Linked DNA regions of Gossypium arboreum: region 2 is linked to region 1. A link is a contact called in public Hi-C data. All regions are on one chromosome and are shown on one strand. Each heading gives the region's core, a stretch centred on a gene start, on an enhancer-like site or on the middle of the called end of the contact. The rest is flanking DNA. Distances are from core to core; before and after follow the strand shown.

Region 1 (2,700 bases), core at 54-2,553:
ATTGACACACAAGCTTCGCATATAGATCCACCATTGCTGCAAAATGAGCCTGATCCGGACACTGAACCACATGGACATGTATTCCTACATGGCCCCGGTAAAACTTGAGAGAAAACCATAGAGGTGGAGTTAAACCTTGCGTCACCCCAACAAAACAAGGAAAAATCCAATGTTGAAACTCCACAAAAAACATTTCTCTTTGCTTTGATTGCAATAAAGCTACGCCTTTCCAGTTCCTGTGGCAGACTGAAGTTATTTTGGCCCCAACAGACCACAGTTCTATTAGTCCTTAATGCACAGCTCCGGTTCAGTCCCAAAGCCAGTGCGTTGAATTTTCCCCGTGGCGTATCGTCGACCACCGTATTCCCCCAACACTGTAAATCATTACCTCTACTGATGGCACAAGCATGCCTAAAGCCCGCAGCAATCACCTGATAATTCCCTTTAGGCTCTTCGCCAGTGACACCAGCACCGTTTCCACGGCAGCTAATTTTTCCATCTTCCGATAATCCACACACAAATCCTTCGCCAACAGCGATTTCAGAGAAGTTTTGATCCCCGGTTGGGTTGAATTCGGGCCATTGCCAACAGTCAAGAGCGTTGGTCGCATTAAGACCACAAATGTGAGAGTTTCCAGCTTCGAGTTGGTTGAGAGCTGGACCCCTGTAAATCCTTTTGAACTCCATAGTAGTGCCATTGTTGAAGAATCTCCAACAATGCATGACCGAAACATTTGATGAGGAAAACGAAGGTCTGAAACCGCATAAAAACCCATCCCCAGAGACAATCCCAGTGAAGGAATCATTAGGATGGAAAGGGGTTTGAATCCCAGGACTTGGAAGGCTAGAACAATTTAGTGAGGATCGGTTGAGTTCAGGAGAAGGCACTAAAGCACACACTAATGTGAGGTTAGAAGTTTCAGATATAGAGACTGTGGAGAAGGAAGAACTGAAAGAAAAAAAACAAAGAAAGGAAGAAATCAAGAGAGAAAAGGGGTGGGATTTGCAGAAGAAACAACCCATTGAACTTGTTTCGACACCTAATTTGATGGTGAGAGGGAGAAAGATTATATATTTGGCAATTAAAGAATGCCAACATTGTTGGAGTAATGGAGCATGAGGGAAATTACACGCGGTTTACAGAGTTTGATGGAGTTTCAAGTGTGCAACTGAGACCCAGTCCTGTGAAAATGTAATACTTTATTTCAAGGATTTTTCAGAAGCAGCAAGCACTGTGGTCTGGTCAACATTTGACGCCCACAGACACCCTCCAACCACAACAACTCCAACCAAATTGGCTCCACACCTTCATATCAAAACTCTTGCGTATATATAACCTGGTTAGGCTGCTCAAGTCGAGTAAAGCTTAGTACATCTTTATAAATTTGAATCCTTTCACAAATTATTTAATAATTTTTTTTTTGTTTAAATTTAATTTTGGAAGGATATTTACATGAGTTTTTCTATATAAATGTCTTGTTTGGCAGAGTTGGTAGTTAAATCATTATATATGCGTTTGACGAATTGTTCTAACATAATTTAATATTTCTACATATAAGAGATGAATGTTAATTAGTGATTTAACGTAGACTTGATAATTATATATCATTTGACAGAATGAGCCTCCTACTTTTTGTTTTATTTCAAAGCTAGCCCTTCTTTTCTTAATATTTTTTATGCTCACTCGTTTTTGTTCATTGTTAAACCGTTTCAATTTTCAACCGCGTTCAGTAGGATGTTAGGTTGCGCTTTGGATTGAATAATTTATTCCAATATTTTCCATTATTCAAATTTCAATTAATTTGGTTGAAATAGAAACATTCCAAAAATTGTGGGGTTTTTACCCAATTAATTTTAAAAAAATTAAATATTTACAAGAATACTCATTTTTTAAAACAATGACAGCATGAATAGTGACCAGTACTGTGTTGGCTGACACCCATGTCAGGTAAATTTTTTTTTTTAGATCCCGTGTTTCTAGTGGTTAGCATCTAGTAAAAAAATAATTTTTTTTCTATATTTTTGGTGATGGCACCATGGTGACTGGCACTCATGTTAGTAAAATTTTGTTTTTTTGATCCCGTGTTTTTAATGGCTGGCACCCTAGTAAAAATATAATTTCTTTTGCCTTGGCCTTCCATTTGTCAGCACCCATGTTTGAAAAATATGATTTTTTAGGTGCCGGCTATCTTCTTGTCGTGCACTCTCACACAGAAGATGGAATGCGTGGGTCTTTGGGTGCATCATTCCACCAGGGTAGATATTAAATCCGACCTTAAACATTTGAATGAATGCTGTTGTGCCAAACCTGGCGGCATCCAAGTACGGTATAATCTTATGGTCAGGAAAATATATTGGAACATGAAGTTGAGTTCTCAAGATCTGATACTCATTCTGTACATATAATAAAATCGATATTTGTTAATGTTTTCAAGTTTAATTTTCACAACTAATGAATGATTATTTTTTAAAGAGTACGACTTCAAAAACATTTCTAAAAAAAAAATTATATGATTTTATTTAAAACTGACTCAGACCACATTTATCGGCTCCTTTATCATAAACGTTGTGTGGTCGGTAGCTCGGATAAGAGAATCCATTACAATTTCTGCATAAATATCAATTAAATTATCAATTACCATACAAAAAAACAACAAATAATTTAACAAATCATTCAAATTAACAACATGCTAAAATACCT
Region 2 (2,700 bases), core at 188-2,687, 130 kb before region 1:
TGCCATACTTATGTCATAACTTCAATAAAAAAAAATTTGCACATGTTGTCTACCATTAACACCATGGCCGACCACTACACAAAAAATGGGGAGTTTGACATGCAAATCCTCCTATTTTGCACTACTATTTATTAGGCCACTACATATTAGCCTATAGCATTTTCAAAAATTTTCACATAGGTCCTATTTCATAATTTCACTCACAAATGGCAGAATCAAAGCATGGGATTTTCACACATGCACTTTCACATGAAATAAACACATAATATAACATTTGATTATTTTTGGGACTCGATTTTGTGATCCCGAAACCACTTTCTGACTAGGGCCAAATTAGGGCTGTCACAACCTTCCTGGACTGTAAAATAAATATCAAGGATATATTGTTCATAAATTTTTTTAATCTTCTAATTTATAAATATTTTTTTCAGAAAAAAATCAAAAGATTATAACTAAAAGAGGGGTTACTATACTCTTTGGTACTCGAGTTTAACATTAATATTTAATCCGATCCTTGAGCTTCTTTTTTGAATTTGATATTTAAGTTTGACTTCAATGTGTAATTTAATATTTGCATTTTTTTGTCCCAATTAAGTACCTGCATTTTTTTATTAGAGCACACGTGTTAAATATTCAGTGCAGGACATGATGCCATTTGGTCAAGGTACCAATTTAAATATTGAAGTCAACTTAGCTATTAAATTAAACATTAAAACTGAACTCATGTACCAAATGATATATTAATTCTTAAAAGAAAAAAATTAAAAAGATAAAGAATAAAAAACCCTTAAAATAATATAGGAAATAGATAATTAATTTTGCATTATTTAGTATCTGAGTTTGAGATATTTTTTAGTTTGATTCATGTGTTTGTTTTTGAGTCAATATAGTATTTGTATTTGGCAAACCTTAAGATAATGTTATAAATTATAATTAAATAATAATTAACTTTTATCAAATCAATCTTAAAATTTGAAAAAGAATCACAACCTTCAAACTTTATTTAACCAAATAAGCACAAAATTAAACAAATTACAATCCACACTAAATTTATTCTATTATTATATTTTATTAAATTAACTCTAAATCTTAAATTAAGCATTAAAAATTAGCACAATTATTTTTTTAAGTACTAAAATATATAATTTTTGGTAAATACAAGCATCCCATTAAACAACTAAATTATAGATTAATAGAATTTTAAAGATAATGATTAATTTAAACAATTATCTTAATTAGAGTAATTATATAAATTAAAATAAAAATCCTTAATCTTATATACATTAAAAATTAAAAAAAAGCCATAGAAAATGGATAAACTTTTAAATGAAAGAAATAGTACTTAATTTTATAAAATTTTATTACAGAATTAAATCAAAAAAAAATTGAAAAATCAACGAGATATTTTAACTTTCCTTTTTTTGTTCTTTGTGTTTAGAAAGTTTTAAGGTAGAAAAAAGATTGACATTATTCTTATTTACTGACATTAGCAAAAGCAAAGAGCGAATCCGACATGAATCTGTTTTTTTACTGCTGACGGAGATAAGTACATCCAAATTGCAAAGGCTTTGGCAAAAGCGATGGCGATCTCCAATCTCTCCACTGCTCAAACTCCACTTTTAGATGACACCATTGACGCCTCCCTTGATTACAAAGGCCGTCCCGTCCGCCGCTCTAACTCCGGCGGCTGGAGATCCGCTTCTTTCATCATTGCCGTTGAAATTGCTGAGAGGTTTGCTTATTATGGCATCTCCTCAAATCTCATAACTTACTTGACGGGGCCTCTCGGCGAATCCACTGCCGCCGCCGCCGCTCAAGTCAACGCCTGGTCTGGTGCGGCGTCACTTCTGCCACTCTTGGGTGCTTTCATTGCTGATTCTTTTCTTGGCCGATATCGCACCATCATTCTTGCTTCCCTTCTTTACACCTTGGTAAAACAATTTCCCTTTCTTTTATTAAGAGAGTTCATAATTCCTGGAATTTGGTGTTCAAGATTATTTTAATTGTTCCAGTAATTGATTAGAGTACTTGCTAGACGTTTTCTGTGCTGACTTGATGTGGAATGATTTAACAGGGTCTAGGCTTGTTGAGTCTGTCAGCCGCACTTCCTTCTGTCAGCAATTCTGGTGACCAAAGTACAGATAATACCATATTAAGTTCTTCTGCTCAATTTCAAGTCATACTATTCTTCTTCTCACTGTATCTAGTAGCATTTGGACAAGGTGGGCACAAGCCATGTGTTCAAGCTTTTGGTGCAGATCAGTTTGATAGACAAGACCCAGAGGAGTGTAAAGCCCAAAGTTCATTCTTTAATTGGTGGTATTTTGGTATATGTGCTGGCACCTTCATAACCCTTTGGATTTTAACCTACATCCAAGACAATCTTAGTTGGACTCTTGGATTTGGGATACCCGCTATTGTAATGGTTGTTGGTCTGCTTGCTTTTGTGCTTGGAACCACAACTTACAGATATAGTATCAAAGGTGATGAAGAAAACCCATTTCTGAGAATTGGTAGAGTGTTCATTTTGGCTGTTAGGAATTGGAAGACAACATCTTCAGCAATTGCTGCAGAGGAAGAGGCACGAGGAACTCTTCCAACTGAAAGTTCCAAGCAATTCAAGTAAGTGAGATATTTTTGCATACGAGAGAATTAGGATATGATTTACGAAAACAATGTTCCTATTTACATTTTCCCGTC

The links. Hi-C and Micro-C count contacts between places; a contact is called where the count stands out from the background.
Region 2: a Hi-C map of leaf shows a contact between it and region 1, with 3 times the contacts expected there. The contact joins the promoter of LOC108450025 here to the promoter of LOC128293087 in region 1.

Annotation. Positions count from the first base shown.
Region 1 is chr5:27,859,128-27,861,827 of ASM2569848v2, reverse strand. LOC128293087 (serine/threonine-protein kinase-like protein CCR4) reads right to left here and starts at 1,303. Exons shown (of 1, transcript XM_053028422.1): 1 at 1-1,303. The coding sequence starts at 1,022.
Region 2 is chr5:27,989,251-27,991,950 of ASM2569848v2, reverse strand. It overlaps LOC108450025 (protein NRT1/ PTR FAMILY 5.10-like), which reads left to right and starts at 1,437. Exons shown (of 3, transcript XM_017747453.2): 1 at 1,437-1,931; 2 at 2,075-2,622. The coding sequence starts at 1,581.